Linked DNA regions of Sus scrofa: region 1 is linked to region 2. Evidence: chromatin contacts called from public promoter capture Hi-C data. All regions are on one chromosome and are shown on one strand. Each heading gives the region's core, a stretch centred on a gene start, on an enhancer-like site or on the middle of the called end of the contact. The rest is flanking DNA. Distances are from core to core; before and after follow the strand shown. Region 1 overlaps AK5 (adenylate kinase isoenzyme 5). Region 2 holds the start of ZZZ3 (ZZ-type zinc finger-containing protein 3).

The links. Promoter capture Hi-C pulls out the DNA fragments that hold promoters and counts their contacts.
Region 1: a promoter capture Hi-C map of liver shows a contact between it and region 2, with 6 times the contacts expected there. The contact joins the enhancer-like site here to the promoter of ZZZ3 in region 2. A contact is called at or near these places in 2 of 5 promoter capture datasets (fetal liver and liver), 7 of 47 Hi-C or Micro-C datasets (fetal heart ventricle, heart right ventricle, liver and 1 more) and 1 of 2 datasets of contacts at active chromatin or transcription factors (skeletal muscle).

What each region holds. Positions count from the first base shown.
Region 1 is chr6:135,760,660-135,767,208 of Sscrofa11.1, forward strand. AK5 (adenylate kinase isoenzyme 5) reads right to left here. Exons shown (of 14, transcript XM_003127921.6): 13 at 447-638. Among named protein-coding and RNA genes, the nearest start is that of ZZZ3, 160 kb to the left of the region's middle. Within about 2 kb of position 2,307, at least 5 of the 83 cell types and tissues checked have an H3K27ac peak or open chromatin away from gene starts, as enhancers often do. A contact at or near this core is called in liver, where this site is marked.
Region 2 is chr6:135,603,190-135,609,080 of Sscrofa11.1, forward strand. ZZZ3 (ZZ-type zinc finger-containing protein 3) reads left to right here and starts at 2,956. Exons shown (of 14, transcript XM_005653415.3): 1 at 2,956-3,160.

The sequences.
Region 1 (6,549 bases), core at 1,057-3,556, 160 kb after region 2:
TTTAATTTTGACTGATACAAAAGCGAAGAGAGTAAGGGACCTGTAAGTTGACACAAATCATGCAGCTATATGCAGTTCTAATTTCAAGATCTCCATATCCCAACTTTCCACTTTTTTTTTTTTTTATCTCTTTTCTTAAAAAATAAAAAAGTGGGAGTTCCCGTTGTGACGCAGTGGTTAACGAATCCGACTAGGAACCATGAGGTTGTGGGTTCGATCCCTGGCCTCACTCAGTAGGTTAAGGATCTGGCATTGCCGTGAGCTGGCTCGGATCCCGAGTTGCTGTGGCTGTGGCATAGACGGCTGGCTACAGCTCCAATTCAACCCCTAGCCTGGGAACCTCCATATGCTGCGGGAGTGGTCCTAGAAAAGGCAAAAAGCAAAAAAAAAAAAAAAAAAAAAAAAAAAAAAGTGGGAGGCTGGCTTATTGGGGGGAGGCGACTCACCTTATGTAGCTGTGTTTTGGTCTCATAGTAGGCGACCACAGGGATGGAGGCTCGGTAGTAGGTCTCAAGGCGCTTGGCAATGGTGGTGGTGTCCTCGTCCGCGCACGGGCTGCTCTGGCGCCTCTGGAGAAGGCGGTTGGTCATGGTGTCTGCCGAGCAGTCCATACAGATCACCAAATGCGGGTCCCCGATCTGGGGGCGGAGAGCACAACATGGTCAGCAATTCCCCTCTCCCAGGTTCTGGAAAGATCTGGGGGTCCTGGTTCATTCCTTCCTTGGCCTTCTGCTTCCTCCCAAGGTCTCAGACCCACCTTGTGGCAGAGGGAGGACTGCTTGTTGCCGGGTCAGTGGCTTTCCAAAGGCTGCCTCAGAGCCGTCCCTTGTCCTAAGTTTTCACTCATCTCATGCAATGCAGGGATTATCCAGAATGCTACCCAATGCAGTCACGATCTGTCCTCCACACTAAGGGGAGGTGTGGGTGTGGGTGTGGGTCTGGTGGGTGTGGGTGTGATGTTTCTTGCTGGGAGCTTTCCTTGACCTACTGAGGCAGACTAATCACCTCCCATTTGTACCACCATCTTACACCAGCCACCAGGAGCACCGTGTGGCTGTGTCTGTATTACACGGGATTAGGACACCATGATGGTTGGGGTCACACAAAGCTTGGGGTCAGGCTGCTTAGGGTCAAATCCTGGTGTGGTGACTTGTCTCTAAGATGATCTCCATTGATTCCTTACCTTGATGTACTTTAAGCTCTTCCCCCACTGAGACAGAGTCCATTCCTCTCTACCTCTTTGAATCTGAATTAATCTGTAACCGTTTGTTTGTTTTCCTTTGGCTGAGCCCATGGCATACGGCAATTCCCGGACCAGGGATAGAACTCATACCACAGTAGCTACCCACGCTGTTGCAGTGACAAGGTGGGATCCTTAACCTGCTGCACCACAAGGGACTTCTGAACTGTACCGCCTTGACCAACAGAATCTGGTGGAAGCAAGATAAAAAGTTTTGCAGTTCCTGCCTGGCCATCTAAGACATCCAAGGACTGACTGCCAAGCTGTGAAGAAGCCCACGCTTGCCACATGGAGGAGCCACGTGGACAGAGATGCCTGACTAGCCCTTAGCTGTTTTGGACATCCCAGGCTCTGCTCCAGACATGTCTACACTCGGCCTTAGCCACTCTCTGACTGCAGCTAAATAAAGGACTTCACGTGAGAACCAGCCAGCTGAGCCCATCAGCCTCCAGAACCCTATTGGAGAAAAGAACTACTTATTAGAAGTTTCTTGACTTCATCATTAATTAAAAGTGTCACTCAGCCTCTCTGCACCCCAACTTTCTCATTTGTACCATGATGATGATTACAGAACTGCTGTGAGGATTAAATACAATTAAATAAAATAATTAAGTAGATTGCTTGGCATGTAGCAAACAGGAACTACCAGCTATATACCAGCTTATTTCGAATACTGGGCTATGGTCTTTGGATCAAAGGAAACCTTTGCTCCCTCCTGATCCTGTGGTGGAAATGAAGGCTCACCTCCCCACTGTGAAAAGAGCCTGGGTGGGATGGACACAAAGTCAGGGCAGGGGAGGACCTGAAGACAACACAGAGTTCCAAGTTGTTGGTAAGTTTTTTCATTTATCTATCCCCTCTGAAGAAGGTATTTTAAGGAACAGAGTGAAAAATCTAGAAGAAAAAAATTCGAAATCTATGAGTAAAATAAGCTCTGGAACATGTCGTAACTCTTCTGTCTTTATTAATTGGAAGGAAAAAAATATGAGCCTTTGAGCAGTAGGAAGGCAGGGCGTTAAGTTTGAAAGACAATGACCCTGATCCGCCAGCAGAGGGCGAGCTTGGGAGGCAGCCTAGGGTTCAGTTACAGAGTTTGGCTCCTGGAACAATTTCCCGATGGGGTTGTCTTTGGAGACTAGGCGATTTTTCTTATGGTGGGAGTTTTCAGGCTACTTGGCGGCGGTGGGAAGGGGAACAAAAGATCATTCAGGGACTCACTCAGGTACAAACAAGGATAATGTGTGCCTGAGCTGGCAGTAATTGGACCAATATAAGTGTAGGACTGAGATGTAGCTTTGTGTTCTACATTGATTCTCAAAGTGTGGGCCGTGGACCAGTGACACAGGCTTCATCTGGGAGCATGTTAGCAATGCAGAGGCTCAGGCATCATCCCCAACCTACTGAGACTCTGAGTGATTGAAGGAGATCCCTGAGTGATTCTTCACAAAATAATAGCTTGAGAAGCTGTTCCACCAAGCCATTTCCTTGTGCCAAGACTGCGGTTTGACCTAACCCATCACTCCTGGAGGCAGCACTCCTTTTCTACATTAAAAGCTATGGAGCAGTCATTCCATTTGCAAGTGGCTGGTACCACTGATTTTTTTTTTTCCACTAATAGATTTTTAATTTCTAAAAGTTTTAGATTTATGGAAAAACTGAGAGGATAATACAGAAAGTAACCATACCACTCCCAACCCCCAGTTTCCCCTTTTAGGTCTTTACTGTGGTATATTTGTTACAATTTATGGAATGGTACTGAAATCTTAACTGAAGTCCACAGTTGACTTTAAGGCTCATTCTCTGTGTTGTGCCTTCTATGGGTTTTGACAATGGCACAATGTCCTGATCCACCATTATAGTATAATGTGTAATAGCTTCCTCCTTCCAGAAAATCTCTGTGTGCTTCCTATTCATTTCTCTCTCTCTTTCTTCCCTATCCCTGGCAGCTACGATCTTTTTACTGTCTCTATAGTTTTGCCTTTTCCACAATATCCTATTGTTGAACTCAGACCTTTTCAGCTGGCTTCTTTCACTTAGTAATCAAGATGCATTTAAGTTTCCTCCATATCCTTTCATGGCTTCGAAGCTCATTTCTTCCATTGACGTAAAGTTTTTGAAATCTTTGAATGAAATGTCATTTAATTATTTTTCAAAACGCTTGGATGTATTCCTTTAGAAAGTCCCTGGGAGCAACTCTGCCTCTTCTTCCCTGGACGGTGGTTGGCTTCTAACAGCCCGTGGGTGGGAGAACAGAGAGCTCTGTCCTTGTCTGGATGAATAGAGACTTGGGGACACTCCATGCCCCCCGGGGTCCCCCTGCTGGCTCCGTGGAATTCTGCCCTAGCAGCACTGGGCTCTTCAGGGCCTCAGGGTATTCAGGGGAGCCCTATTACAGCACAAGGGCCCTGTGAGAATATCTCAGCAGCTGACGCACTGTGCCGTCCCTCTTAACCCTTCCAGCACCCTGCAGGGAGGAAGCAGAGGCCCGCAGAGGTTAACTTGCTCAAGATCACTGAGGACTAGTTAGTGGTAGTCCCCCAACCAGCTGCCTGTAACTCCAAAGCCTGGTGACTTCACCCTAGTGGACAGTGCCAGAGCCTTCAGAATGGGACCCAGGCCCAATGCCTGGGGGGCCAAATGGAGCCGAGAGAGGAGGGTGGGGTAGTAGGCAAAGAAGTGGACAGTGTCAGAGGCCCTTTCATTTATTTTGCAGAAACCGGCTCTCACGTGCTTTCTGGGTCCTGGTGGGGTTCAGCCCTGACCCCAGCTGAGAGCAGCCCACTGGGTGAGGAAGTCAGCAGGTGGAGCAGAAAGAGGCATTTACCCTGCTGTCCTTTAGTTTTCTTCTGATTAAGTCAGGACAGTGTTAGGCCATATTACCACTGAGCAAGGTCCTGCCATGCGGATCTTCTGTGGGCTCAGGGGATTAGCTTTCTTGTTCTCTCTGAGTGCCTCAGTTTCCTCATTTTCTTTTCTTTCTTTCTTTCTTTTTTTGCACTTAACTCCTTTTTTTTTGGTCTTTTTAGGACCGCACCTGTGGCATATGGAAGTTCCCAGGCTAGGGGTCCAATCGGAGCTGTAGCTGCTGGCCTACACCACAGCCATAGCAAGGCCAGATCCAAGCTGAGTCTTTGACCTATACCACAGCTCATGGCAACACCAGATCCTTAACCCACTGAGCGAGGCCAGGGATCAAACCTGCACCCTTGTGGATACTAGTCAGATTCGTTTCTGCTGAGCCACGACGGGAACTCCTATTTTATTTTTCAATTAAAAAAAATTTAGGGGGGAAATTTAGGGGAAATTCAGTACCATTCCATAAATGTAACAAATACCACAGTAAGACCTAAAAGGGTAAACTGGGGTTGGAGTGGTATGGTTACTTTCTGTATTATCCTCTCAGTTTTCCATAAATCTAAAACTTTTAGAAATTAAAATCTATTAGTGGAAAAAAAAAAATCAGTGGTACCAGCCACTTGCAAATGGAATGACTGCTCCTAGCTTTTAATGTAGAAAAGGAGTGCTGCCTCCAGGAGTGATGGTTAGGTCAAACCGCATCTTGCACAAGGAAATGCTGGAAAGCCTCAAAAAATTTTTTTTTTTTGGCAGTGTCTGACGCATGCAGAAGTTCTAGGACCAGGGATCAAACCCACACTGGAACAGTGACAATGCCAGATCCTTAACCCGCTGAGCCACCAGGGAATACCTCAATTTCCTCATTTCAAATGAGGCTGACAAGAGTTCCTACCTCCTCTAACAGTGGTGAGGATTAAATGTGTGAACACACTGCCCATTTCAAGAATATGTAAATGTGAGCTAAGGTTATCTAATGTGGGCCTGGCAATGTTTTCATCCCTTTAAACTTTATAAAGGCTCTTGTTGGTCAGACGTGGGTTGAGAAAGGATCAGAGGCCCCACTCACACTTTTAGCCTAAGTCACACACTCCAGTGTGTTTACCAGCCTCCCTGCACTGGAAGATGACAGCCCAGCTAATGGCAGTCACAGGCCGATGACACATTTGCTCTCACCCCTGAACTTTATCCCCCCTTGGAACCTCAGTGGAGGCGGGGTGAAGGGGGTCATTCCAGCCTTTCTGAATACACAACCCTAATAATCATAATTCCACCCCGGGGAGTTCCCGTCGTGGCTCAGTGGTTAACGAATCCAACTAGGAACTCTGAGGTTGCAAGTTCATCCTTGGCCTTGCTCAGTGGGTTAAGGATCCGGCATTGCCATGAGCTGTGGTGTATAGGTGCAGACGAGGCTCGGATCCTGCGTTGCTGTGGCTCTGGCGTAGGCCGGTGGCTACAGACCTGATTAGACCCTTAGCCTGGGAACCTCCACATGCCTCGGGAGCAGCCCTAGAAAAGGCAAAAAGACAAAAAAAAAAAAAAAAAAAAAAAATTCCACCCCATCGCCAACATAATGCCTGCCCTGATAGTGCCATTACACAGTCGACAGTTCTGCAGGGAACCGGAAGTCAGAAAAAGAGTACAGAAAGTCTCAAGTGGAAAATTCCAAAGCTCCCCACAATTCCAAACCACCAGGAAACACCAACTGAAAAGTTCCCTGGCTGGCCTCCAGCCTCAAAACTTTTTTTTTTTTTTTTTGCTAAGAGCTCATCTCGCAGGTTAGAATGCATTGATAAACAGAATCACTTATTCTGTAGCTAAAGAGTTAAGAAGTGGTCAAGAGCAGCAAGGCAGTGGGACATACGGTCATTATCCACACATCCACCAAAGCTCATCTGCGTAGTCAGGCTAAGGCCAGAGTTTCAGCTAAGAGACTCCTGGGAGGGAAAGGCAAGAACAATCCTATGCATTTTACTTCTGTTAATATGTGCTGAGTTTGGCAGCTGTAGTGTAAATGCTGGGTTAACACAGGAAAGTCCTTTTTTTTTGGCTTTTTAGGGCCAAACCTGCATCATGTGGAAATTCCCAGGCTAGGGGTCGAATCAGAGCTACAGCTACCAGCCTACACCACAGTCACAGCAACGCCAGATCCAGCCATGTCTGTAACCTACAACACAGCTCACAGCAACACCAGATCCTTCACCCACTGATTGAGGCCAGGAATCGAATCTGCATCCTCATGGATACTAGTGGGGTTCGTAATCCGCTGAGCCACAACGGGAACTCAGGAAAGCCTTTTGATTTCACACCAGGGAGAGTCAGGAGGAACACACATACCCTCCATGAGATGTTAATCTATAAGGTGGGGCTAACAATACCTACAGAATAGGACTGTAAAGATGAATACAATGGGCGTTCCCGTTGTGGTGCAGCAGAAATGAATCCAACTAGGAACC
Region 2 (5,891 bases), core at 1,706-4,205:
ATTCATGCAGTTCCCTCCGTTGAAAATGGTCTTTTTTCTCTGCTTTGCAAAGTCATGCTGTAATTCAAATGCCAACCCTGGTAAAACAACAACAAAACTTTCCCAAGTCCTACTCTGTTCCCACAATACCCTATTTATATCTCTATACAGAACTCCTGTAGCTCAAACTTGGGTAAGTTACTTAACCTAAGCCTATTTTCTCATCAAAAAAAAATGTGAATAGTATCACATGTTGCGTTCTCCAGAAGGCAGACTCTTACATGATTAGTGTGCATTTATTAGGGTATGCTCTTTGGATCATCTCTTGTGAGAGAGAAGTGGAACTTTGATACCATCCTAATGGGATGCAGGTTATTCTGGAAATGGGATGATCCATCAGAACGGTACCAAATTGAGATGAGAGGGCTGGCTTTCCAAAAATTCCGAGATAGTTTTTTTTTTTTTTTTTTGTCTTTTTTTTTTTGCCATTTCTTGGGCCGCTCCTGCGGCATATGGAGGTTCCCGGGCTAGGGGTCAAATCGGAGCTGTAGCTGCCAGCCTACGCCAGAGCCACAGCAACGCAGGATCCGAGCCGCGTCTGCGACCTACACCACAGCTCACGGCAACGCCAGAACCTTGACCCACTGAGCAAGGGCAGGGATCGAACCCGCAACCTCATGGTTCCTAGTCGGATTTGTTAACCACTGCGCCACGACGGGAACTCCCCGAGATAGATATTAGTGCTCCTGTATTGATCAGTCATTGGATTTGCCGCCTTTCGAAGGGGTGTGATATTAGGCAATGCCAGAATGGATCTTAGAAGTACATTTCAGTGCTCACCACTAAGAGTCTCTATCTCAGGATTACTGGAAGCCTGAAATAGGATAAAGTATAGGATTAGTACATAGCATATTGCATGGCACATAGGAGTCAAGAAGAGAGCTGTTACAGTTGTTTTAATGATTTTTATTTTGTTTCCATTATAGCTGGTTTACAGTGTTCTGTCAGTTTTCTACTATACAGCAAGGTGACCCTATCACACATACATTTTTTTCTCACATTATCATGCTTCATCATAAGTGACTATAGTTCCCAGTGCTGTTACAGTTATTTTAAATTAGAACCTGGCTCTAACAGCATATACAGCAAGGTAGGGAAACCCTGTTTTGTTTATTTTTGTGTCTCTAGTCCTAGTAGAAGGCCTGGAACTAAGTTGATTCAACAAAGAAAGACTTGTTGATGTGCCAATTTAAGAACATACCTGCCACAATTTATCTCCAAACATGTTCTTTTGAGTTGAACTCCCAACTAAAACAAGTACAAAAAGGCATTTCAACCATTTAACAATTTTCATTAGCAAAAGAAAAGGAGGCCCATATCCACTTGCCTAAAAAAAAAAGTTTCAAAGATAAGAAAACAAGAGAGCAATCAAGCAGTGCAGGATAACTGCAGAAGAGTTCCAGTTAAAGTGGCTTTTAGAAGTTCCTATTGTGGCTCAGCCTGTAAGGAACCTCACTAGTAACCATGACAACTTAAGTTCAATCCCTAATCCCGCTCAGTGGGTTAAGGAATGGTGTAGGTTGCAGATGCACTTCTGGATCTGCATTGCTGTGACTGTGGCCCCTAGCCTGACAATTTCCATATACTGAAGGTGAAGCCCTAAAAAGCAAAAAGAAAAGAAAAAAAAGGACTTATCTCTATCAGTGTGGGCCTTTATTTTCTTGCATGCTCACTATAGTTCCTTGATATGATTTAATAAGAGTATTAAACACTTTGTGCCAGGAGTTCCCGTTGTGGCTCAGTGGTTAACGAATCTGATTAGGAACCACGAGGTTGCGGGTTCGGTCCCTGGCCTTGCTCAGTGGGTGAAAGATCCGGCGTTGCCCTGAGCTGTGGTGTAGGTCGGAGACGAGGCTGGGATCCTGCATTGCTGTGGCTGTGGCGTAGGCCGGTGGCTACAGCTCACGATTGGACCCCTAGCCCGGGAATCTCCATATGCCACGGGAGTGGCCCTAGAAAAGGCAAAGACAAAAAAAACAAAAAAACAAAAAACAAACTTTGTGCCAGACACAGGTCTGTGGATACAGCAAGAGCAAAAGTCCTTCCTTACCTTTAAGGATCTCACATTCTTGGTGGTAAAGGGTGGACAAATGTCTGTAAGTGATAACTGTCATATAAGCAAGTAAAGACAGTAAGAGCGATGGTGCAAGTGTGCTCTTTTGGATAGAGCTGGTCTGTGAAGTTTCAGATGTCCACCTTTGAGAAGGGAACTGAAATACTTGTGGAACATCTACCACGTGGCTCAGCATAAGCAACCCGACAAGGATCCATGAGGTCTTGAGTTTGATTCCTGGCCTCAGTCAGTGGGTTAAGGATCCAGCAGTTGCCGTGAGCTGAGGTGTAGGCTGGCAGTTGCAGCTCCGATTTGGCCCCTAGCCTGGGAACCTCCATATGCCCCGGGTGCGGCCCTAAAAAGAAAAAAAAAAAAAAAAAAATCTGGAGGAAGTGTTCTAGCGCAGGCTATAGCAAACGCAAAGTCCTGAAGTGGATCGAGCCTGCGTGTTGTAGGAACAGCTAGAAAACCAGAGAGGCGTGCGAGGGTTCTATGCGGCTGGAGGAAGGCAGGAGCATATTCAATGTACATACAGATATTTTCCTACCTGAGACCACACTGCTAAGGGAGGGAGAGTGTACAAATCTCTCAAGAGGCCACAAAGGGCAGGATGAAGAGGACCAACGGCCGGGCTACCGGGAAGACTTTCCTCCAACGGTAGTACCCTGACTACAGGCAAGGGATGGAATGTGTCCTGCCCTCATTAGACCAACCTTTGCCGAGGGGCGCGGGCGAACCGCGGGGGCGAAACTCGGCCACCCCCGGCCCACCCGGCCCGCTGGCGCTGCACCGGCTGCGGTTACCAGCAGGCGGTGTAGTGAGCGCGCCAGCAGCCGCCACCGCCCGCCTGTCCCAGCGAGGAGGAGAAAGGAGGGGACCGGAAGGAGCCGCTGGTGCTGCGGGAAGTAGCAGGAGCGGGAGGCGGGGACCCACCTGGAAGCGCCCCGGCGCCGCTGTCGAGCTTCCTGCGGCGGCGGCCACCCAAGCCAGTGCCGTGGCGGGGGCGGAGAGCAGCCACGACGGCGGCGCCTCCCCGAGTGGCCCGAGGTGCCTGGCCCCACGCGAAAGGTGAGCAGGCGCTCGGGGCACGTGGTGGCGGCTAGAGATGGGGGAGGGAGAACGGAGCAGGAGGGAACCACCGGACAACCGATTCTGGGACCCGGATTTGGAACCGAGTGCAGGGAGGGGGTGGGCTGGAGGTAGCGGCGGCGGCGGCTGCGGCGGCGACGGCGAAGCCCCCACGTGGGGCGGGGGTGCGCGCGCACGTGTGCGCGGGCAAAAGGGGGGCGGGGAAGTCTCTGGGGCGGACGACGGGCGCGCGCTCGCTTAGTAGCGGTCCACGTGACCGGCACGCAGAGACTCTGCCTCCACGTGACATATTGGGGAGGTTGGCTGAGGCAGAGGGCTGCTGTGTTTGTTGTAGTGTAATCGTGGTCGTCTGAGGTTTTAGGGTTGTTTGCCGCTTTTCATCTCTACTAGGGGGTTATGAAGAGAAATATAAGACAGAAAAGACTTTCTGTTTTTTCTGTGTCACACTCATTCTTCTCTTCGTTAACGAAATACTTTTTATATGCCGAAATACTAGTTTCTCTGTACCGCCATGTTGGTTCTGCCGCAAACTCGCGAGATGCTTGTGGGCTTGTATCGCGAGATCTCCCGATTCTCGCGGGACCTTGTTGGCAGAGCAGTTGTCCTGGATGGCGGAGCCCTGGGTTCCGGGGGGCTTGAGACTCGCAACTCTTTCTACAAGGCAAGTTGATAGGGAGGGGCCGGGGCACGTGCCTCTTGGTGCCGGGAGACATGCTGTGTCAGCTTCCTCTAGTCCTGAAGGGAATGTATTGACCCATTTGAGGCGACACTATTCTCCCCACCCCCCTGCGGGCGCTCCGCCACCTGCAGAAGCGAATGCATCCCTCAGCCGGGGCTCCTTCTCCCCCGCTCAGTGATCGTTCCTCCCCCGTCTCACTGGAAGTTTGGAGCAGTGCTCGCACAGACGTGACGATTCCATTGGATACCGTTCCTCTTACTTTCAGACGATCTTGTCAGTTTTTCCCCTTGTTGCCATTTTCTAAAGAATTCCAGACCTGTTAACATTCTGTCGCTTGTTTCTGCCGCAGTACCTTTCTCCACTGGCTCTTCTCTGACGCCTAAGATAGAGCGCGTTCCATTTCTTCTCTCTGGGCATCATTTACTCCTAAACATTTATTTGATCATTTGATAACTTCTCCCTCACTCTAATTTACTTTGTATTTACGATAACTTGTGGTAGTATTTGTAGGGATCCTTTATATCTATGACAATACCTGACGTCGGAATAAAACCGTTCTTTAATTTTTTGTACGTGCCTGTTAACTCATAATTATCGATAAGATTTTGATAAGTACTGTTATGCGGTTGCCATCTTTGTTGTTCAAGGATGAATGTTTTAGATTGCATATTTAAGGTAATGGGATGTTTTAAGCCATTTAAAAGCAAACTTCTCTTCGTAAACTTTGATGTCAAAGTAGAGTTCAATTTCTCCTTAAATGAATTTGACAGATTACTTTTTCTCCATTTCCCCAGTGTTTTATCAAAATGAATTTATTCTGTACTTTTTTTGGTATTCTTGAGCAGTATTTGGATATATTTAGTTATATATAAACTTTGCTAAGTTAATTACAAGACTAATTTGATAATTAAGTAATCCATTCATGGGTTTTTTTTTTTATTTTATAAACTACAAACGTGTTAGTTGTCCCTGCACTTAGTGCGAAGAAGAATATAGGATGAAATGCTTCCTGAATCATTCCATCGAGTTGCCTTCCTCAGTCTTAAATCTCTGTAACTACTCTTAGCTGTAAGCTGTGTATTATTCCAGATATTTTCCATGCATTTGTTTTTCCATGTATGGAAGGGGAGGAAATGGAGGGGTGTTGTGTTAAGATACACTATCACAACATTAGCAATCAGTAAAAAATTTTCTACTCAATTCTGTGTTTATTTAGTGATAATGTACCTGTTTTTTGACTCATGCGTACATTACATGCTTTTAAAAAAATTTTTTTGGTCAGGTTTTTGATGGTGTAGTTTTGAGTGATAGTGATGTTTGCCCTAGAGCTTTAGTAAGCTGGCAGCTTTGTTCAAAAATAAAGTCCAGGTGAAATAAAATTTAAATAAATGTTTTATTACTTGAGTTTATTTATGTGTGTGTGTGTGTATATATATATATATATTTTTTTTTTTTTCTTTTCTTTTTTTGCTTTTCCTGTGGCATGTAGAAGTTCCCGGGCCAGGGATCGAATCCTCGCCACAGCATTGACCTGAGCCACTGCAGTGACAATGCTGGATCCTTAATCCACTGCACAAGGGAACTCTGAGCTTTATCTTTTTATGTTTAATATTTGTGTTATGTATTTACACTTATAGTCATGTTTATATTTTATGGTGCTTATGAATTCTAAACTGTTCCCAAGTGTGTGTGTAGGAGTTTTCCAGAAGTTTAAAAAGTTATCAGCTTAAGTATTTCTGACCATGCAGTTTAGTGAGAGTAGTAGATACATCAGTAGTTAATAACTGCTGCATATCTCCACTCTAAGCAGCATTTTGTGATTTCCTTTTTGTATTTTCTCCCTCAAACCTACCAGCAATGTTTATTAGACCTGTCATATAAAAAAAGTACCCATTCTTAGTGTGGTTTTCTCTTGTAATAGTTCAAGTAGGATTGTTGGGACGTAAAAGTGAGTGTTGAGGGGTGTGATGTGGGAAAGAGGAAAAGGAAACATGGGAGTGGATAGGTTGATACTGAAATGGAATTGAAGAA